Linked DNA regions of Mus musculus: all the other regions are linked to region 3. A link is a contact called in public ChIA-PET and Hi-C data. All regions are on one chromosome and are shown on one strand. The core of a region is the stretch at or near the end of the contact, and the rest is flanking DNA. Distances in the headings are between cores, read along the strand shown.

Region 1 (6,457 bases), core at 994-3,493, 220 kb after region 3:
TTGTTACAGTATCAAAAGGCTGACCAACAACATGAACTACTGACCATTCTTAGGTTGCAAGACTTATTTTAAGTGAATAAGGCCTTAAATCCATGCACAAGCAGGAGCAAAAAATGTGTGTAGGTTGTAATTGCATAATATGGCCTTTGCTTGGGATTTACTGATGATACCTGTAATTCCTACACTTTACACACACACACACACACACACACACACACACACACACACACACATCAGCACACTAGCTGTGCTAATTCAAGCCCTCTTACTTTGTGCCTGGACTGCTTTTGCTGAATCATCCCCAGAAGTTTCGATCTGGAAGTCATCAGTAATAATACATAGGCTATTTTTTTCTTCCATCTTTAAATCTCATCTACTCTCAAGGACCAGCAAAAATGCTTCCCTCCTGATTCGGAGCAGTGTAACACACTGTCATCTTACTCCATCTTTAGTCAGTCTGTGTCATTTATCATAAAAATAGCATCTATTCCTTTCATCCTCCTGCACTTAAAGTCCCTTGACTCTGATGATTAAATCAACATAGGGACCCAGACAGCCTTTGAAGAGGCTGGAGCATAAACAAGGGACAGGCAAGCACTCTCTGGGACGGCTTGCAACTTTTAGACACAGAAACACAGCAGTTGGGTCCCAGCCTGGAAAGAGAGGTCTGTAGCTATTACTCCAAGAGTCCTACCTGGTAGAAGACATCACTGCTCCACATGATGTGAGTGCCTGATGGTTTCTTTAAAAACAAACAAACAAAACCCTTTCCATTGATTCAGTTGGGGGGGGGGGGCAGCACACATGGAGGTCAGAGGATAACCCGTGGGGATGAGCTTTCTCCTTCCATTATATGGGTTCCAGGGACCAGACTTAGTCATCAGGCTTGGAGGTGTGTACTTTTACCCACTGAGCCATCTCATCAGCCCCTACTTTGTCTGTTTTAAAATCGTAATTTTGGGGGCCTGGAGAGATAGCCCTGAGGTTCAGAGCATTTGTTGCTCTTGCAGAGGACCAGAGTTTGATTCCAGCTGCCTGTAACTCCAGCTCCAAGGGTCCGACACCCTAGTTGAGACTTTGCAGGCATGAGCACAATGGTGAGTGTGTGTATGTGTGCTCGAACACACACACGTGCACACACATATTCACATACATATTATATACACACATTCACTCATACACACACATAGACATACATGCACTCATACATACACATACATGCATGCAAATACACATATACACACACATACATGCATGCAAATACACATATACACACACATACACACAAAAATATTAATAAAATAAAAATATAACACTCTAACTTAAGTCTTGGTTTTGACTTTCAGCTAGTTTTTTCTCTTCCATTCAAATCTGATTGCCTAGTCTAAGCATTGCTCTTAGTATTTGCAGTTACAATGTCTGTTACATAGAACTCTACACATGACCATTTCATGAAAACTTTGGTGCCCTATGATTTCCTCCAAATGAGACAAAAGTGCTTCTCGGTGAATGTAGTCTGTAGCTCTTCATGGCACGCCAAGACCTCGGCCTTTCTCCCTGGTCTACTTTAGAGCGATCATCCAACTTCCTTTATAACCGTCCACATATCAGTGTAGGGAGAAAACTAGTTTATTATTGACAGAGACATTTCTAGAACTTTATGGTGCTTAATATGACCAATGAGATAGTTCATATGGCCATATATGACTCCAGTGGGGGTACCCAAGGTAGATGAGGCTGACTGTGTATCAGGCTTGGAGCATAGAAACAGCAGTTTCTAGTGAGAGGCAACACGTGTTCCCAGGGATCTACTTACATCCTGCTGAAGGAGGCTCTCTGAGAAACAATTGTGTTCAGTGTCTCCCACATTCCCTTCCAAAGTTTTCCCAACCCTCTGTCCTCTGGGTCCTGCCTCTGAATTTCCAATGTTTTCTCCATCATCCCCTTACCCAGACCCCCAAAGGATACTTCCTGATACCCAGCTACACATGGCAAGTCAGGTGAACGCTGTTTTCAGTAGCTTAGTGCACTATACTCTGATAACGGTTTCTCTTCATTGAAATTGAGCAATGAAAATGAGGGATGAACATCACAAAGCTTTCAACTCGTCAGAGATGCTCGGGACATTATGATGATTCTCAGCAAGGAGGCATGGCATGCTTCCACCATGCTTCTGTGCAACATGGAGTTAAGAATTACTGGGCAACATGGGACACACTCCAAGATGCTATGTCTCCTGCATAAACACGGAGTTGTTATGGAAACCAGACACAAATAACCATCTTAACAGAAAGGAAGTGACTACCTGCTATATATCGACATCATAATAGATATTTCTTCCATTCCATCTTTACCATTTGGTCCTCATACCACAACCACCACCACCACCACCACCACCATCACCACCATCATTTCACTGAGGATAAAAAGTTCTGAGCTTAAATAACACCATAATCTCATAGTCAATAGGATTGCCATACTTGAAACCCCAGCCTGTCATCACAAGCTCCTTCTGAGAAATTGCAAGTATGCCCAGAGGGCTGGGTAAAGCTCAAAATGTTATATAAACACTGGCTTCCATTCTCTTATTTGACGTTAAGTGTGGGGATTCATGGGAAGTTCTCAGTTTTGCTCTCAAGATCTATAGCTGTCTATGAAAGGCTTGTCAAAGGACTCCACATCTTACCACAGGGATTCCATCACATCAGGTTAGAGTTGTGCTACGTAAGAAAATCACAATGTAAGAAAATCAAGCCAGCGTAGCCAATAGATGGATAATGAAAAGCAGCGAAGAAAAATGAAGTGCACTGTGAAACTGATGGGTCTAAAAAGCGAATTAAGTGACGTGACCCAGACTCAGAAAAACAAATGTCTCTTTTACTCATATGTGGACGCCAAGCTTTAATGTTTGTATATGTGTAGGTAAGTGGTGTGAGCAGAGCTATAAGACTGGATTAGAGACCATGAGAAGAACTGTAGAGAACAAAAGCTCACAGGTAACATTAAAGAAGAAGAAAGGTCACGGGGGAGGGGGAGGTGTAATCGTATGGGGCGGGGGGACATGAAGAAGAACAAAATCAGAGGCTGGGTCATTATTTTTATTTACTTAAAAGTATGTCTGTGTGTGTATGACTGAGTACTTGCAAGAGTCAGTGGAGGACAGAAAAGGGTGTCAGATTCCCTGGAGTTACAGGCAGTTGTAAGCCTGATGTGGTGGGTACCAAAAACCAAAGCCTAGTCTTCTACAAGGGCAGACTGTGCTCTTAACTACAGAGCCATCTCCCCAGAGCCCAAAACAGGTTCTATTTGGAAAACATCACAATGAAAGCTAAAACTCTATATGTTAAATTCTGTTCATTTGTTTGTTTGTTTTTTGAGACACGCATTATGCTGTAGCCTTGCTGCACCAGCTCTCACTCTGTAGACCAGGCTGGCTTCAAACTCATAGAGATAAACCTGCCTCTGTCTCCCAAGTTCTGGGATTAAAGACAGGTGACACCATCACTTACTTGACCATTGGGTCTTTTTGTTTGTTTGTTTTCATTTAGAAAAAGAAAAGAGAGCTCCTCTCCCTGCAGGAGGCTGCACTGCCTCCTGAATCATGCATGCCCAGTGCACTCTTGGGTCATAAAAGGGTTCTCAGTGAACCTGCAAGGCTCTCCTGACTCTCTGTGAGGTCCACCACATCCCCCTCACTGTAATTATCAGGAAGGTGTCTCTTGCTCTTGGTGTCATCAGATGGCATTTTTTTGTCTAGGTGAACCACTGATGCCTCTCTACTCACCCACCTTTAAGACTATATCTCACAATGTAGCCCAGGTTGGCTTTGAACTCAAGACTCTTCTACATCAGCTTCCCCATTGTGGAAATTATAGGCATGTGCTACCCTACCTGGCTCCCACTGTTCTTATAAGAATGTCAGACGCCCTGGATTAGGGCCTACACACATGACACCATTTAACCCAACAGTTCTTAACCATCCTAATGCTATGACCCTTTAAGACAGTTCCTCATGTTGTGTTGGCCCCCAGTCATAAAATTATTTGTATGTAATTTTGCATCATTATTTCATAACTGTCCTTCATAACAGTTACTTCATAACTGTAATTTTGAGTCATAATGCACATATCTGATATGCAACCCCAAAAGAGGTCACAACCCACAGGTTGAGAACTACTGAAGCTGTTTAAAGGCCTAAGTCAACACAATCACATACTGAAGTATACATGGAGCTGAGAATTCATTACATAAATTTTGGGGGAAAGTCTGTAACATACGTGTGTGTATTAATAAAATCAGAGATTATAAATTGTACATACTGAGCTAGACAAATGAGCATTGGGAATTATACCAGCAAGCATATGAACAGTCTTGCTATATTTCTTCTGTTTGACCAAGAATGGATGGTTAGTGTTTGAACAGTGGGGGAACAACAGAACACCTGGTCTACCTGAGACACCTGAGGAACAGCACAGTGACTCAGCACATAGATGCTGCAGAGGGAGCTACACTGACTAATGGCCTCCCAAAACCACCATTTACTATTTTCAGTTTTACAAAAGACTGTGAAAAAGGTCTCGAAAGGTCATGAGAAGATGAAAATACAACCTATGTGCCTTCAATTTCAAAGAAAAAGAGCTGTGTCAGAGGGTCAGTTGGACTTCATGTAAGCAAACCAAATTGCAGTACTAGGGCTGTCTTTGGATCACAGTGTCCCTTCCTTGGGCTCTCAGAAAGGAAACTAGATTTTGCTGTTGCTGATATTTGGTTTGTGGTTGTTGGTTGGTTTGCCTTTATACCTTTCTTTTCTCACTAAGTCCTGGAAAAGGAAGAGCATACAAGGCAAAGTCATACAAATGGGCCACAAACACACTTACCTCTAGCTTGACATAATGAAATCATAAAAGAGCTTGTGGGCCCTTTGCACCTCAGAACCTGTGGTGGCACACACCTTTAATCCCAGCACTCGGGAGGCAGAGTCAGGTGGATTTCTGTGTTCAAGGATAGCCTGGTCTACAGAGTGAGTTCCCAAGACAGCAAAAAACCAAAACAGTCAAATGCAGTAGTCTGTACCTATGATCTCTGCAGACCCAGGGTGAGATGGACAACACAGACAGGAGAATCCGCCCAAAGCTCACCTAGAAGATAATCCTTGGTCTGTCAAACAAGACCAACAAGAAAGACCCTGTCTCACCAAAGCAGAAAGTGAGAGCTTACTCTTGAAATGTGGTCTCTGACCTCTACACACAGGCACTCACACACATATACACACATATGGACACACAATTCATAAATGTCATCTTTAAATAAAAGAGAAGTTACTAGGAGAAAAACTTACCAATAGATTTGAAGGCACACACAGGGCAACCTTGTGGTGCCGTGTTCATGCACCGGCAGAGGACACCTGCATGACCCAGTGCATGACCACATTGGCAGCAATGAGGCTCTAAAGAGACACAGGCTGCACTGTTGAAACAACGAACCCCAAGAAAGTGGGATTTCCTTCAGGAATCTCATGCCGGGAGAAGGAAAAGGCTGAAGCCAGAGGGCAAACTTGTCTCCCAGGAAAAGAGTTCTCACCGCTATGGCGACTTGCCCAACAAACCGGAGCAGAGACAGCTATGGGCGGACTTTGCCCGGATTTTCCTTATGCTTGCTTCTGCCCGCTATTGAAACCTAAAACATATCAGAACCCCAAAGATGGACTTGGAAGGGTCCCTGGGCCTCTTTATTACACCCAATATGAACACAATAAAATCTTTTGGTTTTCAATGTTATTTTACTTCTTGTCAGCAAATGTCTTCTGGTTTGTGGCTGTGCATGGTGTGTGTGTGTGTGTGTGTGTGTGTGTGTGTGTGTGTGTTCACATATGCATACAGCTGAGCATGTGTGTGGCTAGAATCCAAGACCACATACTTGGGGTATGATGGAAAGGTAAGTAGCTTGTTTTAAGAAGAGAGAAGCAAGCATTCACTTGGCATAGCCATATTGAATGGGAACACAAATGTCATAAAGCCAGCACAGCTGCCGGACAAACACCTGGCAGAACCGAACCCAGTGATGCAATCGCCATCACGTGCTCTTCCATTTTCTGTCTTGATCTCCATGTGTTTCATGCTTGGGAGACTTTTAATATTTGTACAACTTGGGGATATTGAATGGATGGGAAAATTCTTATGAATCATTTATACCTTCTTCTAGGAGTTCTGCTTCTTAAAAAGAAAATCCCAAACATACTCCTCCCCCAGCTTTTAGGGAGGTATCCTTATTGGCCCTACTTTAAAGTCTCCTTATGCCCTGGATGTTGTAACTTAAATAAAGATGCCAGAGATCTCCTTATGTGACTCTGACTCCAAGATGGCTTGGACCATCTGCCCCTGTACTTACTCAGGGACAAGCTAATCAGAACAAAGTAAAATTAGAAAGGTAAACAAGATTTGGTAGGCTAGAGGAGTTG
Region 2 (6,554 bases), core at 1,628-4,127, 180 kb before region 3:
GCAGCTGCCTGAGTCTCTCATGTTCCTATAAATACCCATGCTCCCGTATGCAAGCCCAATAAACTCACTGGCTTATCAAACGAGGCTCCTTTGTTTCTCATTGGTGTCCTACAGGAGCAAATAAACATTTATTCACAGCTTCCCAGGAAAAGTCATGCAATAGATGATGCCGCTCCCATCAGGATGTATCAATGACCAAATGGCTAATCCAGGGGCCGTAGGTATGTGGTAACTGAAGTTGTTGGGTTTTTTTTTTTAAGTCCCCTATTACTTTTAACAAAAATAATTTTGTCCATGAGATTCTGTTTTCTCCCTTGAGAAGTGAAAGAATGTCCCAGACGATCTCTGTCTTAGTTAGGGTTTCTATTGCCTTGAAGAGACACCATGACCATGGCAACTCTTACAAAGGAAAACATTTAATTGGGGCTGGCTTACGGTTCAGAGGTTTAGTCCATTATCATCATGGTGAGAAGCTTGCATGCAGACATGGTGCTGGAGAAGGAGGGAAGAATTTTACATCTGGATCTGTAGGTTTTAGGAAGAGAGTGACAGTGGGCCTGGCTTGAACATCTAAAATCTCAAAGCCCACTCCCTGTGACGTATGTTCTCCAACAAGGCCACACCTCCTAATTTCATTCAAACCACCAATCTCATTGTATTCTTCCTGTCTGATGTGCTACTACTCTTGATAGTATCATCCTGGAGCAGAAGGCTCTTCAGAGACCCTTTAACTGAAGAGTAAGAAGCTGTGGGCACCCAGTGTGGGAAGCCACAGATGCCATTACAAGGTGGCACAGGCTACCCCTGGCAACCACGCATAAGTTTGGGTAAACAACAAATGTGTACATATGCAGTAAAGTTTTTCACCAAGTTACTGCCTGGCCTGGGGCATGATAATGAGGCTCTGCAAGGTACTGAGAGAGAATAACCAATCAGATGAGAGACATGCAAATGAGGTATGATAATGAGGCTCAGTGAGGTACTGAGAGAGAATAACCAATCAGATGAGAGACATGCAAATGAGGTATGATAATGAGGCTCAGTGAGTTACTGAGAGAGAATAACCAATCAGATGAGAGACATGCAAATGAGGTAGAATGCATAACCAATCTGGGTGTGAGACACGCCTCTCCTAGGCCTATATAAGCAGCACCAGTTCTGGGCTCGGGGTCTTCTTGCCTACGCAGTAAATGCTCTCCCAATAAACGTGTTGCAGAAGGGTCCTGTTGTGGCGTCTGCTTTGCTGGCGAGTCGGGTGCTCACAACCCAGGGCATCTTAACCTTACTGTGATGCCACCCCACCCTTCCCTGAGACATGAGGGAAGACTTTCTGCCAGATATCCCAAGATCTTAAAGGACAGAGATCCATTGCTAAGTGGAGTCCACCCTGGTCACCATGCATGCTGCACACTGAGTGCCTGGCTGTGGGTAAATTAGGAATGGGTTTGAGTATCCAAATTACTGTGTTGGGGCATCAGATTTAAACAGAGAATAGGGAGCCCCTCCATGTATCTTGAGGTGACTGTGAGAATTCTTTCAAGTAACCCATGAGGTGAATGAAAGAATCATAGGGCCTCCTGAGTATCTTTTCCTTCCCCATCTGTCTGTCCGTCCATCCGTCCATCCATCTATCTCAGTGGTTCTCAACCCCTTTGGGAATCTAACCACCTTTTTGCAGGGGTCACCTAAGACCATCAGAAAACAACAGATATTCATAATATAATTCATAACAGTAGTAAAATTACACTTATGAAGTAGCAGTGAAAATAATTTTTATGGTTAGGAGTCACCACATGAGGGACTGTATTAAAGGGTTGCAGTATTAGGAGGGTTGAGAATCACTATTCTATCTAGAACCTGAGGCCACCAGCCACCACTGCAGTAAGGACCACAGCTGGTGAAAGACTCTGCCTTAGGTTGTGACAAAATGACCTTGTGGTTAGGACAATGACACAGTTTTTAAAGTTACTGGATAATGAAACTGGAGTCCCAAGGTGACAAAGACAAAGGAAAGGTGACCCTCCAGGATCTAGGATACAATTGGGGAACTAAAGTATGTTGGTCATACTTGGGACCAACACACTCCCCACTCTATGATAGTCAATGGCTTCTCCTTTCAGACCACATCCCTAATGCTTTTGTTACCTAAAATTCAAACTCACACACAGGATTCAGTGGAGAGGGTGTTAGCAGCATGTTGGCATGTTGGCTGTCCCTCTGCTACATGTGATCAGTTGAGGGGACAGAGGAGGTCAGGTGACAGAGTGCAGAATGGATGCAGTTATCCAAAGAACGTCCTAGGGACTTGTTCCTCCACAGAGGTAAGCCAGTGCCTTCACAGAAGCCCCAGGCCTCACAGTTGGACTAGCCATAGGTTTTCAGGGCATAGCAGACTAAAGTGCTACATCTGAGGTCCTCGCCAGCCTGGGACATAGCTTCCCACTTGTTTTATTTTGACTAGACTATTCAAAGATTCTCTCACATCAAGCTTGAGGTCCTTAAAGCAAAAGACTGTGGTACTAGTGCCAGTGAGCTGTCAAGGCTTGTCGCCCAACCCAAGGGCTTTGTTTTGTCTGACCGAATCTGAAGTAATCACAGGCCTGGTGTTCTTAGACTGTACAGAGAAAATTTTGTAACCTTTTTGACTAACTTCGTGGCCAGTTACCCCGGGGTGCAGGCTTCCTGTTACAGGGTTTAGAAACCTCTCTGAACCTTCTAGCAGCACACGGCTACGTAAACAAGGCTGAGGTCACACCTCTCCCTCCTTCATTTTTCTTCTTGGTTTTCTTATTAGTTCTTTGAAATTTTCATACAGTTTATGTTGATCATGGTCCTCCCTCTCCTCAACTCCTCCCAGATCCACATACCTCCCTTCCCTACATCATTAGAAGGTAGTGGTGGGGGCTGGGATGGTGTGGATAACTGAAAGCCACAGAGTCAGGGAATGGCTTATACTATGTATGTGTGACAGGAGACACTGATCGTTGTTCGTAGTCAGGACAGTGGCTCTCTGTGATGAGAAAGGATGGCTCTGGGCAGAAGCAGGAGAGCCTTGATGTAGGGTCCAGTTGGTTCTGACGTCAGTCCTTAGAGAGAAGGGCTTAGAAACAGTGCTGAGCTCCCCTGGGTGGTGCTCCCACTGATCAACACTAAGTTGTTGCCTTCATTTAGGACAGGGTTCTAAAACCCTTGAGGCCAAGGGAGAGCTGGGGATATGTATCTAGAAGACACCTTTTCCATGTCCAGATCCGAGACTCCTATCCTGTAGTTACATGGAATTCCAAAATGTAGGGACATTTTGTCTAAATGAATACTCCTGGTCTCCCCATATTCTGATCCACAGGACCTCATCTCAGGGCTGGGAGGAACTTAGTTGGTAGAGCGCCTGCCTAGTACATGTGAAGACTTAGGTTGGATCCTCGGTTCTATATAAAAACCAGGTATGGTGGTACAGGCTAGTAGTTCTAACACCAGGAAGGTGATAGTTGAAAGATCAGAAGTTCAAGGTCATCTTTGACTCCATAATAAGTTCAAGGCCAGCTACGGCTGCATGAGAACCTCCCAAGGCAGGGTTGGTTCACAATCTGTCTCTGTTATTTGTTTTCTGTACTGCCTTCGGCAACTTCCTTACTCTGTGTCTCTATTCCTTCTGCTGAGATGGGAATACGAATGTCAGCCTTGTCAGGCCATTGTGAAAATAAAGGGCCCAAGGTGCTTCTGTCTGCAAATGGCAGCAACAAGCCACATTACTGTAGTTACTGATTGCTGCTACGAAAGGGTGGATATCTGTGGTAAATCTACATTCATCAAAGGATGCTTTTGTAGGAATGAATGTTAACCCCTCTCTCTAATCTAGACAACTTTCAATCCTCCTGCCTCAGCCTCCAAGAGAACAGGCTAGTGCCACGAGATTGGGTAACAGTAATTGTAATGTCCCAAGGAAATGCTAGCTTATACTGTCCCAGTCAGAAGCTTTACCTATTAAATAGTCAACCCTCCCCCACTCACCCCAGACACACTCAAACATTCCTGCTTTCGTTTCAAATGGCTGAGTGCTATGCTCAGTGAACACCACCTTTCAGGACCCTCAAACAGCGTGTCAGCAGGAAGCCTGTCCCCCGCATGGCTACAGCCGTTCAGATTTTGCATGAAAACACTGTGTATGCTCTCAAACCATAGGCTTCTAGACTCTCGGGTATTGCTCTATGAACCAGAATCCAGCTGTGGGAGAAATGAGATCTCCGTGTAGTCAGACACCTGGACTTTCTGAGAGACGTGTCAGCTGTCTGGCTAGTTTCATGTAGGTTAATGATGGAAGCTGGCTGCTTTATGCTGAACAACTCTGCATTTCACTAAGCAGAATTTATCTCCAAGGATTAGGGGTTCAGATCCTCTAAAACAACTGTCCTTAATGACAGTAAAGGTTATTATGCTATCAGATGTCCTTTTAGAATAGGTGTTTCTCACAAGTGGAATTCAGAGTCACCAAGTGTCTACCTCACTGCAAATGAAAACATCCAAGAGGCCAGACAGTGGTGGTGCGTATGCCAGGAGGCAGAGGCAGGTGGATCTCTAAGTTGGAGGCCAGCCTGGTCTACACAGCGAGTTCCAAGGCAGCCAGGGCTACCCAGAGAAACCCTGTCTCCAAAAATCTATATATAGAATGAAAGAAAGGAAGGGAGGAAGGGAGAGGGGGAGGAGGGAAGAAGGGAGGGGACAGAGGGAGGGGGAAGAGAGGAAGGGAGGGAGAGAAGAAGAGAGGGAAAGGAAAAGTAAAGAGAAGAAAAGAGAAAAAGAGAGAAACGGTTCAAGAATTGTGGCCCCCTGGAAACCAGCTGGAGGATGGATTGGCCTGGGGATATTGGGCTTCAGGGATGTGGGTCTCATTCTGGTTCCCAGATCTGTCATGTGACCTTGGGTGTAATGGTTTGAATATGCTTGGCCCTGGAAGTAATCAGCAGTATTAGGAGGTGTGTCTTGGGGGAGTAGGTATGACCTTATTGGGACAAGTGTGCCACTGTGGAGGTGAGCTTTGAGACCTTCCTCCTAGCTGCCTAGAAGCCATTCTTCTGTTTGCTTTCTGAATACAATATAGAACTCTCAGCTTCTCCTGCACCATGTCTGCCTGGACACTGCTGTGTCCGTCCATGATGATAATAGGCTGAACCTCAGATCCAGTAAGCCAGCCCCATTAAGTATTGTCCTTTATAAGAGTTGCCTTGATCATGGTGTTACTTCACAGCAATGGAAATCTTAACGAAGACACTGGGCAAGTTGCTTCTGTTCTCTGAGCATGAGCTTTGGTGTTCACATTCATACAGCAGAGCATGTAAAACCCTTTGAAACATGATCCTTCTACAGTCTGTACATCCAGGTGGAAGGTCAAACTTTGTGGTTCCCTGAAGTGATGCTTGGTCCCACTTCCAGTTGAACAGACTCTAGTGAGCAGTTAGAACCCATCTTGTTGCCAATGACCCAAAATAAAATACAGTTTTATTTGTTTTGCACTGAGCTAATTCCCCAGGGCAACCATCCAAGCACATTGGGGTTGGTGGTAATGGAGAAAGTCCAAGATGAGGATGTAGTTTCCAGAATCAAGAACATTAGTGATGTTTTCCTGATGCCAGGACAGTGAATGGCAGAGTGGACAGCTCCGTGGACACCCACTTGTGTGGTTACAGACCGCCCAGCCTGGCCTGCATCTTTTGCCACTATGTTGACAGATTCTAAAATTACCTAGCATCATATAGAAGAAACATGGCTGAGAGGGGCAGACCAGCAGCCTGGGTCCATTCCACCACCATGTCCCTGCTCTCCAGCGATATTCACTGAAGATCAGTGATGGCCTCTTAGTGGCCACTGGAGGCACATGTCAATACCAGCCAGAGGGTGTGGGTTGGCCCTGGAAGATGGACTGTCTCTTCATCTAGCCTCAGCGGGTCCCTCTCACATCACATAGATATGACAACCTAAATCTAGGGTTAGGTTTGCTTTGGTCAGACACATTTATCTCTCCACTTATTCCCTTCAGGCTGAATCTGGCCACAAACTCGGAGAATGCAAGGGGTTGTGTATGTTATTCTCAGTAGTAACTGGCAATTACTGTGTACACACTGTGCACTGGAGGGACTACCAAGGCCTACTTCCTGAAAGTCAAATCAATGGTTTCATATGGTAAGAAAATAAATCAGAGCCACATAGTGAGGAAGTCCAGGAATCAGGATTCAAGCTTAGGCCACCTGGATCTAGAGCTGGCCTCAAAGGAGGAAATGCACTTTCACACGTGCAGAGGCCCCTCCAGACACCCCACAGCCTCTGAGGCACACATCTGTCCTGGGAGCTTCATACTGAGACTGAGAGCAGCAGGTCTCTCTTCTTTGAGAAGTGTTGGCTATAGATGCTATGTGACCTGTTCTGTTCCTCTCAGTCCTGAAGGGTGTCCTGGCCAGAGCTCCTATTAGTCTAGAACCAGTTCTGGAAATTGTCCCTGGGCTGATAACGTCATCATTTCTGGACCCCACCTCACATGCCGGAAATTAGAATCCTCAGCAGCT
Region 3 (6,971 bases), core at 515-3,014:
TGAAACTGTATTATTAGAAGTACTCCAATAAGGCCAAAAGTCAATGAACTAGCAAGCAAGTAATTATTAACTTCACAGACAAAGTGAGAACGCCCTCATTACAATAGTGTATTGTCCCAAATATTTAACTTAGGCTCACATTTGAACCTAGGCTTTTTCAAAATCCTCACACTAGGTTAAAACCACTACCCATTTTCTACAGGGGTTCTACCATTCGGGTGAAGTCTCATACATACTTCTCTTTCACACATTCAAGAATTAGCTTATGAGAGGAGAGAGGTGTTTGGAAAAAGCGAATTGTCTCCAAAGTCTCCTTTTAGGTAAAGATCTAGAAATGACTTAAAGGCTGGAAGCAGAGCTTCCATTTCATTTCATCTTGATTATACCCTGCCAAGGGCTCAATTCAGAATAACTGGCCAAATTATGGTTAGGGATATACACACCCCACCTTTTAACATTTAAAAAAAAAAAAAAAAATCAGAGCACAAGCCAGAGATTGGGACTTGGTGGCTGAGCAAAGTCTAGCAAGCTGTCAAGATTCAGTGACTTCACATGGTGGCAGAAAGGCAGAAACACGTTCTCAATACGCGCATGCTGACTCCCTGTATCTCCGCTCCCTGCTGTCCACAGCAGAAGAGTCTGACTGAACACTTCGTTCTGCCGGGAAAAACCAAGGAACCCTAGGAGTCCTTCCAGTCTATGTATGGTTCTACCCAGGCAGCTCTGAACCAACAACGTTCAACACCCTGATCATTCACAGGGGCAGGAGGGGGAGGGGGGAGAGACAAGAAAGCAGTGAACTGTACCTTGCTCTCCCAAAAGGAAGTACCATAATTTAAGTAACAAACGAACCTGTGTCTGTGTTCGTCGGGTCCATGGATCAGGAAGACGCCGGGGTTTTTAGCTCCTTTGCCGGCATCTACGTGAGGAATTAACACATCTTCTAAGCCCAGATCAAAGCGTTTGTGTTTTGAAGAGTCTGGAAGGAAGAAGAATGCCCCAAAACACAGGGTGATGAAGGCACTAAGGATGAGGAGAAGGATAAACTTCTCGGAGAGTCTCAAGGTAGCCCTGTGATGTGGGAAGGAGGGCGGCCCCAGGTTCAAAGGTGGTATCCTACGACCAGAGAGGGGCAGCAGCGCTGGGGTAGTCATCGTTTAGGCTCTTGGACGGAATACTTTATAAAGTTCTCATCTTATATCAAACGTACAACACATCGAACCGTTTCTCAAAACCTCGGCCAAAAAAAAAAAAAGAATAAACTCAATTTCCCTCCTCTCAAAGGATTGTTGTGCTTTTTTATTATTATTATTATTTACGAGGCCACCTCTTTCACGCTCTCCGATTACATCCAGAAGCCCGGGTGACCTCCCAAGCGATCGTTGGTTTCTGTCCCGTCAGATCTTCTCGCCATTTGGCTCTCGGTGCCTCACCGGATGATCGCGAGTCTCCTCTTCATTCCCGAGAGTGGATCGGGCGAGCCACACCGCAGAGAAGCTGCAAGGTGGGTTCTGCCATGCCCGCGCCCCGGCGCGATGCTCAGAGGCGGCTGCCCGCCCCGGGAGGCGCCCGGCGAAGACGACGAGTTGCAGTAGGTCGGTTCCACTCGGTCCCCTCCGGAGCCTCCTCCGCTCCACCGCTCCGCAGCCTCCGCGGCTTCCAAGCAGCGGCGCCGGGCGTAGCAGCGACGACCCTCAGCCGAGGCCGCGAGGGCGACGGCGTCCCGAACACTACAGCGCCCGCGCCGCCGCGCGCTCTGTCAGGAGCGGAACTTCCTCCTCAGCCGAGCGGCCGCCCCCACCCGGCTCCTCCTCCTTCTTCTCTTCCTCCTCCTCCTCCTCCTCCTCCTCCTCCTCAGCTAGCCCCGCCGCCCGCTTCTCGGCCGAGCCCAGCCGCGGCGGCCGAGCCCCTGCGCCTCGGTGGCGGCGTGCGAGGTAGCCGGGCCGCGGCCCTCAGACCGACAGCCCGGGGCCGGCGCCGGCTCATTCCTCGCACCGCCTGGGAGAGGCGGGCGGGAGGGAGGGCGGCCGGTCGCGCGCGAGCGAGCAGCCGCGCCTCCCGCGGCCGCAGGGCGGCTCCGGCAGGGCCCGGCCTCGGGTGGCTCGCACGCTCGCGCTGACTGCGGCGCGGGTCCGCGGCCCTGGGCTGGTCCCTGGCCTGTGGAGGCCGGAGGAGAACAGAGCGGCTGCGCGGCCGACACCGGTTGGGCCGAGCGGCTCGGCCGTGGGGGGCGCGGGCCCGGCTAGCCGCCCCGACTCGCGAGTGGGCGTCCCCGGGCGGCGGAGTGTGAGGTGCGCGCGCACGCTCCCGGCCGCCGCGCCCCTCCCCCGCCCGCCGGGCCGCTCGGGCCTGGCCGCTGCCGAGAGCCCGGAGCCCCCGGAAGCCCCGGCGGCCGGACGAGGAGGACCAGGCGCTTGGATCGCGAAAGTGGCGCTGGAATGTGGGGTTCCTGGGACTGACGGGTTACGGGGGCCAAGGCTGATGCCTCCCTCAGTTATCAGTGACTCGGGGCCGGGGTTCAACATCAAGGTCTCAAACTTCCACGCGTTCTTGGGCACGCGAGGCTGGTTGAAGAAGGAGGTGGCACCGGCCACGTGCCGGATTCGTGTTAAAATGGCAGCCCTGCGCTTTCTACTGGGTTCCTTTCTGAGGAATCGGACGACCTAGGTCAGACAGGAGATTCCTGGTGGTTCAGTCCCAAGACTATATATACACTCTATAGTCATCTTCACCACCACCACTACCATTCCCCCCGCAAAGATAACAAAGATGAATGAATGAGCAGGTGTTAAAACCCAAAAGGACAATATTGTTGAAGTTGAGGCTTGAAACAATCTGAGTCAATTCTGTTATCTGTAATATTGAGAAGAACCAGGTTGTGATAAAGTATAATATAGGCTTCTTAGCAATGCATATGTATTCTTGCATCTAGTTTGCATTTAGCTTTTTTTTTTTTTCTTAAATTTACCTTCTGTTCCTTGCACACATCCTAACTGGTAGCTGGCAATTGGAGAGGAGGCCCATAAATGGCAGGGGTGGGAAGTCAGCCTTAGAAATCAAGGAAAACTTCATGTCCCTTGGCAGGATTCAGAACTACATTCCACTAGGCATTTCTAGAAGCTCTGCAAACCCTACCTTCCTACCACAGGACAAAAGAAGTCATTGGTTTACAAAATAAAGCCAGCACAAGATGTAAACGTGTTCCCAAGGGCCACCGCTGGATCCAAAGTGAATGAGATTTGAGTGAGACACGTGAATGGATGTTAGAAACTGCGGAGTTCATACAGTGTGACTGTCTCATAGATCTCTAATGTTGAGAGCCCAACCAAAAGGAACACTGTGCTCCGACGGTTGAGGTCACTCATTTCCACGAGAAGATGGAAATAAAACACCAACCTCTGAACGAGACAGCAAGTTGTATAAACCTTGAGAAGTTATTATTACCTAGCTAACACTACAGTTAGCTGCAAGAAAAATTTACCAAAACCAAACATTCTACAAATGTGACATTGGAAGTTCCAGACTTATAGCTGATGAAGAGTCTTCTGTATGCCTTGTCCTCTTTCTTGTCCTTGCCTATTTTTCTCTGAGAGATTAAAGTGTTAATTTTACAGATTTTTGTAGATACTCAAATACAGCCAACTATTTTGTCACACTCCTACACTAGCCTCCAAACCATTACCAATTCTTGCTCCCTCCCCCTTTTGCCTCCTCCCCTCTCTACCTCTCCAACTCTCCCTCTGTCTTCTTCCCCTGACTCCCCTTTCCATTTTCTTTCACTTCTAAAAAGAAGGTGTTAAAAGAATGTTTTTTAAAAAACAAGCTGCAAATGTATTCATTATGGTTACAAGTATATAAGAATATGCATATAAATACAGTAAAGGGAAATATTTAGAAAAGATTATAACTCTTAAGACATTGGTATTATATATAATTTTCCCCATGTGTTCTGTTTGCATTGCATTTATAATTAATTAAATTAAAAATTTATAAAGAATGGTACTTGAGAAAGTGAAGGTCAAATTTCAGGAGGTGGATCCAGTCAGACCAGGTTGAACACAGACTGATCCCTCCATGTGAGGGCAATCCACAGAAAGCAGAGAAGGTGAACTGGGGTGGGGGTAGGGGGTAAGTATTCAACAAAGAGGAATTTCATTTCAGATGCCTAAAGAGAATATTTCATTTTCAAAGCTTAGTTAGGCTTTGATCAAAGATGTAGACAAGGTTCCAAAGTGGCAGATAAAACAGTAATTTCCCTTTTACAAATCTATTTAAGTTAATTCATATTTTACGAGATCAGAATTATTAAATGTTAACAAAATAAAATGTATCCTTCCAGGTTTCAAACTGATAGGACCATTCCCGGGATCCACTCAAGCACTGCAATATCAGAGCTCCTCGTGTGTATTAACTTCATATTGACTCTTCGTTGTTTACAGAACAAAACAAAACAGTTTTGACCTTGATCCAGGCTTCCTAGATGAAGTATCATCACCTAGCCCGATTTTAAGCAAAACTCAGGGATGGGGAGAAGCAGGGGGTAATGCAAAAAGACAAGCTGGGTTCTTATTTACTTACAGAACCTGTTCCTTCAGCATTTCAACTGGTTTCCAAGGTTTCCAAGAAAGATGTCAGCTGAGAAGTTACCAGGTGTTCCGAGAGTGAATGCCTAGAGAAATAACTAGGCTCCCGCCTTGCTCCTTCCACTCCTATTTGCATCTAGAAAGCATTTTCCTCGAAGATCAGGGATAATTTGTAGTTCGAAGCTATGAAATTTTTAGGTTAGTTGCATGAAAGTTAGCAAGCCCAAATAAGCCTAGGTAGATACTCTGGGCCTAAGGATGTACAGCTTGCTTGCTTCCTTATAGAAGATGAATTTGTTGAACTACTACTGGGGGATAAATCTACCAGTGACCTTGCAGTTGTGTAGAAGAATATATGTGTGTGTGTATATATAACACACATATGCAGGCAAACATCCACACACAAAATAATAGTTAAAAAAAAAAAACTCATTAGCTCAATGGGAAATCACAAGTTTCCCACTTAGGTGATGTATAAATGCAGACATGCCTAACCTTCCTCTGGCTAACTATCCTTTCCCTGATCTTAGTCTATGCATCTCGGTTAGGCTGCCTGGAGAGAAGTCAAGATGAAAGCACTGGACTTGGAAGTCAGCACATGCCCCGACTTGAGTGCTCAGATCTGCCAGCGAGTTAGGGTGCCCAAAAAATTGCATAGGAATTCATGTCCGTGTCACTATCCAGCAAGGCACTCGGCGACCTTGGCCCAGGCAGGCTCAGATATAGTTCACACACTCAACAGACCTTGATTCCTACCTTGTAATGCTGGTTCTGCAAGCACACAAAACCCAAGCATTTGTTTGCACTGAGAAGTCAAAGCCTGAATGTACTGATGTACAGTAGACATCAGAGCCAAAGTTTCTGTTTCTGCAAGCAGACCCCACAAGGCAATGTCCAAAGCTCATGGAAGACCCTAAGAAGTCATGGGTACTTGCAATATGGAATGAGAATCTGCTAGGATAGTGGTTTTTAGCATTCCTAATGCTACAACCCTTTACTATAGTTCCTCATGTTGCAGTGACCCCCAACCATAAAATTACTTCTATTGCTACTTCACAACTGTAATATTGCTTCTGTTATGAATCATAATGTAAATTTCTGGAATGCAGGATATCTGACACATGACACCCCCCCCCCCCCCGTGGGTCACAATGCACAGGCTGAGAACCATTGTGCTAAGAGACTCTGCAGGCCGTAGGCAGAATCTGAGGATGGGGCCACAAAGCCCCTCAGAGATTCTGATCTCACCAGAGCTTACCATGGATGCTGGAAATGGAGCGGTTAAGATTTGGTCTTAGCCCTTCTGGGTTTCTTGATGTCTTGCTATCCTTCCTTTTTGGAACGATAATGTTTATATTGTGCCTCTCTATACCTTGGAATGCTGCAGCTCATATTGATTTCTATAAAGGCTCATGGCTGAGTGTACTGGCTGGTTTTATGTGGTGTCAACTTGACACAAGCTGGAGTTATCACAGAGAAGGGAGTTTCAGTTGAGGAAATGCCCCCATGAGATCCAGCTGTAAGGCATTTTCTCAATTAGTGATCAAGTGAGGAGGACCCATTGTGGCTGGTGCCATCCCTGGGTGCCATCCCATCTTGGGTTCTATAAGAAAGCAAGCTGAGCAAACCAGGGGAGGCAAGCCAGTAAAGAACATCCCTTCATGGCCTCTGCATCAGCTCCTGCTTCCTGACCTGCTTGAATTCTAATCCTGACTTCCTTTGGTGATCAACAGCAGTGTGGGAAGTGTAAGCTAAATAAACCCTTTCCTCCCCAACTTGCTTCTTGGTCATGAAGTTTGTGCAGGACTAGAAACCCTGACAAAGACACTGAGTTTGCCTTGAGACGTTGGAGTTGGACTTGTGAGCAGCCATAGAAAAGCTAAGTTACCAGGAACTCATGGAGATGAGCAGATTGCATAGGCTTTTGGAGGCTACAGGCAGAATGCTCAAGTGTGGGTCTGTAATGTCCCCAGGAGCACACCATCTTTAGATGGTTACAGGTGTATCCTTGAAGAGATTGTCCTTTTCTGTGTTGCTCCCAGCTTTACCATATGTCCCCTGCTCTTGTCACCAGTACCTCTACCAGAGGACCAACAGCAATGGGTTGGTGGGATCGTGAACCAGTGCCTCCAACCACGATCCAAAACAAACCTCTTCTCTTGCTAACTCGATTAACTCAAGCATCTGTCACAGGAAGCTTCTAACATAATTACACAAGCCTAGTAATTTATTTTTCACTTGGAATTAGTTTCTGTGGCTTGCAACCAAGTTTTGAGCAATACCTAGTGTGTCTTTACATGGAGGAACCATGGCTGCCCCTACCATATGAAACTTCATTCACTTTAGAAATATAAAAGATCAGGAACCAAAAGTAATCCATCTTTAGGG
Region 4 (6,114 bases), core at 1,173-3,672, 160 kb after region 3:
GCATCCAGGCAGATGTGGTGCTGGAGGAGCTGAGGGTTCTACATCTTCATCTAAAGAAAGCCAGGGGCAGACCGTTTTCAAGGTGGCTAGGAGGAGGATCTCAAAGGCCACCTCAACAGTGACAGACTTCCTCCATCAAGGAAATACCTAATAGTGCCACTCCCTAAGCCAAGCAGATTCAAACCACCTCACCTGTGCACTGCCTGTATAATGCCTCTTAGCATTTTCCTAGCTGTTCGCTGGCTTCACATAAAGTGGCTGCTGTGTTGATGTTTATTCTTTTTGCTTTGTTTTTGAGATGGGATCTTGTTCAGTAAATGCCTGGCCTGAAATTCTTTAGGTCTCCCAGACTTTCCTTGAACTTGTAACACTGCCTTAGCTTTCAAAGTGTCACACTCACCTGATTGATTTAGCATCATCAACTGGGTCACAAGATATCTGGAGTCTATGTGGTTACAATATAAGTTCTGTGGATCTTGAAAAGAATCTCTTTGTATGTGATAGCTAAGAGCTTGTGAGGGGCAGTACTAGAGAACAAGCTCATGGCTTACACACGTGCTGGGCAAGCGTCTACCACTGAGCTACATTCCCAGCACACAATATGACCTTAAATGTGGGTGTATATTTAGTTAACTGTTCAAATCAATCCTACCCAAGGTTCGTCCTTCCTTCCTTCCTTCCTTCCTTCCTTCCTCCCTCCCTCCCTCCCTCCCTCCCTTCCTTCCTTCCTTCCTTCCTTCATCTAGGAGACATTACCTGAAATAGATGGTGTGTGCCACTGAGTTTAGCTAATGTTAGCTCAGTTCAGCATTTTCAGATGTCTGGGTGAGTCAGACCACTTATGAAAATTTGTCTTCTTCGGTTCCCTGCCCCTGAGTCCCTGAACATTCACTTCGGCATGACTCACTACGTCAGCCCCCTTTCCCAGGTGCCCTATTGGTGAGCTGGCTACACCCTTCTGGGATGTCCAGCCTGCGGGGAAAACCCATGTGCTTTGCTGCGTAAGACAGCGCTGACTTTCCAGGCAGAGATCTCTATTCCCGCCACCTGCTCCCCCAACCCCCACATCTCTCTGTGTGTCTCTGTCTGTTTCTGTCTCTCTGTCTCTGTCTCTGTCTCTCTGTCTCCCACTTTCCCCTCTCTTATCTGTTATAGAGCACATTAACATTATCAAGTATTATTTAGGTTCTAATTCATGTTTTCCCCCAGCTTGACTCATGAGAAATGCCTAACGAGCTCTTTAATGCACATATCTGTATGTTGGGGAGAGAAAGAAGGATGTTCTCACAGCACAGGAAATAAAAAAGATTCTCCAAAGAAATATGCTCACTAATCTTCTCTTCCTACCATGAACACTTTTTATATCCTTTGTCTGAGTGATGTGGCTAAGAATTACGGGAGCGCGTCAAAGATTCCCTTTTAAGCTCTATGTAATGAGCTTAAAAAGCATGCAGCAGCTATTGTATATTGGAACCCCAATTCAAAATTTTAAATTTAACACCATACTGCACACAAGTAAAAAGATATAGTTCTTGCTCATAAACAAACAAACAAACAAACAAACTCCTGAGATCAGAGGAGACTCAGATGTAGAAACAAATCACTTCACACAGTGTGGTAACGTCCAACGGGAGAGCTGTGCCGGGCACAACGAGGACCCAGAGATGCTACCGTTAGCTTCCCTCAGAAATTATCTAGAGTGAGGAAACATGCAAAAGAGAAAGGAGGCTGAAGTCTAGCTATGGGGTGCCTCTAGGAGCAAAGGGTTACTAAATACCTGAAAGGGAAAACACACACACACACACACAGTCAAATTACAGAGAGGCAGCTACACTGTCTAACTGATGAAAGTGGCTAGGAAAAAGCTCATTTAAAAAAAAAATAATTATCTTAGTTTAATTATATGTGTGTGCCTGTATATGGTATGTGCACTTGGGACTGCTGGTACACATGTGAAGTCCAGAAGACCAACACACACACACTATACATACACAGACACACACACACTACACACACACACACACAAACACACATACATGTTCCACACAAACACACTCCACATACACTCCACACACACTGGGATTACAGAAGGTTGTGCACTCTCCAACATAGAATTCTGGGAACCAAACTTGGGTCCTGTGTAAGAACAACACATACTTTAAGCACCAAGCCATCTCTTCTTCGCCCCCGAAGCTCCTTTTTTAAGAGTTTGAGAAGTCATCTAGAAATCCTAGCTGCCAAATGTGAAAACAGTAAACATCCTGGAGTCTGCTCTAGGGATTTCTAAAACAGGGCCCATCTGGGGTCTGGATAGCTCAGACATGCCCCACTATGCTGCTCTCGACTTCCGTGTGCATTGGTGAACGTAGAAGGGACATCTGTGATGAGGAGAGGCCCTGAGCATGACATCTCTCGACTCGTTTCCCACACTGTTCTCTACCCAATCTCTACTTCCTACGCACGATTTAAAATAAATAGTCCATTTCATAGTCTTAGCCTCCAATCCCAACATAAAATGTAGCATTATAAACTAGCAAGGGAGATGCTGAGAAGGCCTGAGAAGTTGCTTCTGAATAACAATGAGCTGGAAGAGAAGGAGGCAGGGAGCAGGGACCTGAAGGGAAGGTGTCAGTTGACATTGCTGCCGCCTTGGGTCCTGGAGCTGTCCCACTGTCTGTCCACCCTACACACCGAGGGCTCGGGCTGTGCAGCCCTGAGTTTCCCATTTACCAAGCTGATTCTCACATCAGCTGCCTCAGCCTCTTGTCCCTTCAAGCCAACAATGTAGCCCAGAAATCAAGCCAGGACTGAGTCCAGACTGTGCCTTCTCTTAATGGCTTACATCTCAAAGCCCTACTCTTTTCAATATTTTTTTGGGAAAATTGGTGCCTTGAACTGGGGACCACTGTCCAAAGCAGTGAATTCCACACAAGGAACGCCACCTTGACCCCGGTGTGAAATTCCCTAACTCGACTAGATTTCGATTTTGATGGAAGTCTGAGAAAACGTCTGCCAGGAGTCTATGACTTGCATGAGCTACTTGGAGGGTTGCCTGGATAGGAAAAGGCTCAGCAGCCCCAGTCATCCTGGCCTCTTTTCTTCTGAAGCCCTGGGCTGTCTGCTACAGACACTGAACGTTCCTGAGAGGCTCAGGCCCAGGGTCTGCCAGAACTGATGTATTTTATTAAAAGATGAGAGTATCTTTTTGTCCTTGTTTCAAATAAGATATACCTAAAGAGTGGATGAGACTAAGAAATGTAAAACTACAGAGCTGATTAATTGCTATTCTATCTCTGGGTTGGTGAGAGGCAAAGCTTATAGGTTTCTAGACTAAGGGAAGTTTGGAGAAGCCATGTTTTCAGTCCTATTTAGTTCTCAGGCCCCGGTGGAATCTGCTTCTTAGTATCTCTGGATAACTCTTCCTTCCTCCCCCTTCCCCTCCCCCTCCCCCTCCCCTCCCCCTCCCCTCCCCTCCCTGCTCTGCCTCTTAAGCCTTGAAGTGTGTGCTCTGCACATCCACAGACCTAGCTCTTGTCTCTTGTCAGATGTACAGTGTCTTAGTCAGGGTTACTATGGCTGAGAGGAAACACCAAGACCCAAGCAACCTGGGGAGGAAAGGATTTATTCTGCTTACATTTCCACATCACCAAAATCAGGACAGGAACTCTAACAGAGCAGAAATCTGATATTAGGAGCTGATATAGAAACCATGGAAGGTCACTGCTTGCTGGCTTGCTCCCCATGGCTTGCTCTGCCTGCTTTCCTATAGAACGCTGGACAACCTGCCCAGGAGTGGCACCATCTACAATGGGCTGGGCCCTCCCCATCAACCACTAATTAAGAATGCCATACAGCTGGATCTTATGGGGGCATTTTTCTCAATTGAGGTTCCCCCTTTCAGATGTCTCAAGTTGACCGGAACCTAACTAGTACATGAAGGGAACTAACATTTTTACTGTGTCTACAACATGCACAATGCTGTGATATATCAGGAAAAAGATGCCAAGCCAAGAGAGTTTCTTAATGGACCTCAAATTCCCCTTGCTCTCTTAAACTCAAAAGCAATGCCTAAGCCTTTAAAAAGATGGCAATGGTAAAAATAAACGATTATTTTTAAAAGGTGATAACGGTGGCCACCAATGCCAATCACTAGGCAATCCAAAGTCTAAAGATGAAACTATGGGTGGGTGAGGAAGGTAGGTGGGTGGGTGGGTGAAGGGAGCACCCTCTCAGAGACAAGGGAAGGGGGGATGGGGGGAATAACTCTTGGAGGGGGAACCAGGAAGAGGGGCAGCATTTGGAATGTAAATAAATAACAAAATTTAAAACAATTAAAAAAAATAAAAACAATTTTAAAAAATCAAACTAAAAACATTATATATATATAATGTCATATAATAGATGAATATATTATATATGTATACATTACATAGCAATATGTATATATGTCAATATGTATATATATTTTATACTCATCTATTATATATGTAGTTAGTTTATTTTAACTTCTAGTTTTCATGATCTTAATTTTCTAAATAAGTCCATTAAATTTTCCCTTTTGCCTTCAGTCCCTTGCTATGTGTTGTTTGGGGACATTGCCCTGATTTTCTGAGGCTAGGAGAGCATGCTCAGTTGGCTTCTGCTTACGTTTTACTGAGAGATGCTTCCTTCAGTGCGTTCCTCAAAGTGTTGGTACCTCGGGTCCCCAGACAGCCACACTTCATCTGTGGTTTGCTCCTCACACCCATCCATTATGTCTGAGGAAGACTCTGGGTGGCCATGGAGGCTGTTTCTACCTTGGCTAGAGGAATAAATGGTACTTCTAACCTCTTATGGCTGCCTATAGGAGTCTCTCCGACGGGCACAAGGCTTCGCTGGTGGGTACTAATTCTTTATCTCGTAACAGTGTCCAGAATACTCATGCATGTTGCAGGCACACTTCATATCATATACAACCCTTTCTCTCAGCACTTTAATGGCATTCCATCATCTTCCTGGTTTCCTTTGTTACTTTGGAAAGTAAGCTATAGGTCCAGTAGACATTCGTTTCTAGGCGACCTGTCAATCCTCTTACTGTGCATAATCTTTTGGGTCTTCCTGTTGTTTTTTGTTTTTTTTTTTTTTTCCAGTTTTCACTGTGGAAGTCTCCTGCTACAGTTTTCTTTTTCCCACTGGAGAGTTATCGAGCTTCTTGCGCGCGAAGACTTGTGATCTCCCATAAACACGGAATGAGATCAATGTTGCCTCATCTCTCCTTTTGCCTTCTGCCCTGCACTAGACATAGAATTCCCCATTCTGGTCTTTACATATCTTAGCATCTCTTCCTAACTTAACTTTGCTCTCTTGGGTTCTCTGTATCATATTGTGTGAGATTTCTTCAGCTCTGAGCCCTGCTTAACTAATTCTCTTTTCTAGATGTGTCTATTCTATTCCTCAGCCTGACGGAAGCTTTGATTATTTGTTTTGTGTTTTTCTGGGTTTGTTTTGGTTCTGTGTTTGTTTGTTTGTTTGTTTTTGTGACAAGGTTTCTCTGTGTAGCTGTGTAGCTCTGGCTATCCTGAAACTAGCTCTGTAGACCCAGCTAGCCTCGAACTCAGAGATCTGCCTGCCTCTGCCTCCCAACTGCTGGATTAAAGGCGTGGGCCATTATCACAGAGCTTACTGCTTGTTTGTTGTTGTTTTTTCGTTTGTTTTTGTTTGTTTGTTTGGTGGTTTGACTTGTCTTTTAAATATCTGTTAAGATTTTTTCCCCTTAATCTATCTGGTCAGTTGGTGTTTGTTTGTTTACTTATTTTAACATATTACATAGGCTTATTTTATATTTTTCATCTAATAATTTCTGGACCCAAAGTCTTGATTTAAAATCAAGTCTTTGTTTCTATCAATTCCTATGCATAGTAGTGTTTTCCTTGTGCATTTTCTGACTTAACATTATTATAAACTTCTACTGTGAGAATTTTATCAGCTGAAATTCTTCGAAGATCTGGGCTAAAAAGTTTGTTTCTTCTGAGAACATTTGCTTTTGCTACTGTTAGGCACTAGAGCACTGGCAACCTGGCCCTTTAGAGCTGGTTGTTGGTTTAGGATTCTTTGAGACTGGAGGCTTCATAGATG

Evidence for each region. Hi-C and Micro-C count contacts between places; a contact is called where the count stands out from the background. ChIA-PET counts read pairs in DNA pulled down with a chosen protein or histone mark.
Region 1: a Hi-C map of cortical neurons shows a contact between it and region 3, with 3 times the contacts expected there. The contact joins the enhancer-like site here to the promoter of Man1a2 in region 3. A contact is called at or near these places in 3 of 39 promoter capture datasets (the C10 cell line, the HPC-7 cell line and pre-B cells), 1 of 15 datasets of contacts at CTCF or cohesin (pro-B cells), 18 of 484 Hi-C or Micro-C datasets (B cells, the Ba/F3 cell line, CD4 T cells and 11 more), 12 of 115 datasets of contacts at active chromatin or transcription factors (the 230-238 cell line, bone marrow-derived macrophages, embryonic limb bud and 6 more) and 2 of 9 other capture datasets (adipose tissue and liver).
Region 2: an RNA polymerase II ChIA-PET map of memory CD8 T cells shows a contact between it and region 3, with 28 read pairs. The contact joins the enhancer-like site here to the promoter of Man1a2 in region 3. A contact is called at or near these places in 3 of 39 promoter capture datasets (liver, neutrophils and pre-B cells), 19 of 484 Hi-C or Micro-C datasets (B cells, the G1E-ER4 cell line, LSK cells and 15 more), 3 of 115 datasets of contacts at active chromatin or transcription factors (bone marrow-derived macrophages, embryonic stem cells and memory CD8 T cells) and 3 of 9 other capture datasets (adipose tissue, liver and pancreatic islet).
Region 4: a contact with region 3 is called in a Hi-C map of cerebral cortex, with 2.0 times the contacts expected there. The contact joins the enhancer-like site here to the promoter of Man1a2 in region 3. A contact is called at or near these places in 1 of 484 Hi-C or Micro-C datasets (cerebral cortex) and 4 of 115 datasets of contacts at active chromatin or transcription factors (the SCID.adh cell line, bone marrow-derived macrophages, embryonic stem cells and 1 more).

What each region holds. Positions count from the first base shown.
Region 1 is chr3:100,899,203-100,905,659 of GRCm38.p6, forward strand. No RefSeq gene overlaps it. Among named protein-coding and RNA genes, the nearest start is that of Gm40108, 6.5 kb to the right of the region's middle. Within about 2 kb of position 2,244, at least 2 of the 459 cell types and tissues checked have an H3K27ac peak or open chromatin away from gene starts, as enhancers often do. A contact at or near this core is called in cortical neurons, where this site is marked.
Region 2 is chr3:100,500,049-100,506,602 of GRCm38.p6, forward strand. All of the region lies in intron 2 of Gm40106 (a long non-coding RNA gene), which reads right to left. The region is part of intron 1 of Gm12474 (a long non-coding RNA gene); the gene reads left to right. Among named protein-coding and RNA genes, the nearest start is that of Gm12474, 7.9 kb to the left of the region's middle. Within about 2 kb of position 2,878, at least 43 of the 459 cell types and tissues checked have an H3K27ac peak or open chromatin away from gene starts, as enhancers often do. A contact at or near this core is called in T follicular helper cells, memory CD8 T cells and neutrophils, where this site is marked.
Region 3 is chr3:100,683,709-100,690,679 of GRCm38.p6, forward strand. Man1a2 (mannosidase, alpha, class 1A, member 2) reads right to left here and starts at 1,765. Exons shown (of 13, transcript NM_010763.2): 1 at 853-1,765. The coding sequence starts at 1,154.
Region 4 is chr3:100,847,604-100,853,717 of GRCm38.p6, forward strand. All of the region lies in intron 1 of Vtcn1 (V-set domain containing T cell activation inhibitor 1), which reads left to right. Among named protein-coding and RNA genes, the nearest start is that of Gm32720, 24 kb to the left of the region's middle. Within about 2 kb of position 2,423, at least 4 of the 459 cell types and tissues checked have an H3K27ac peak or open chromatin away from gene starts, as enhancers often do. A contact at or near this core is called in cerebral cortex, where this site is marked.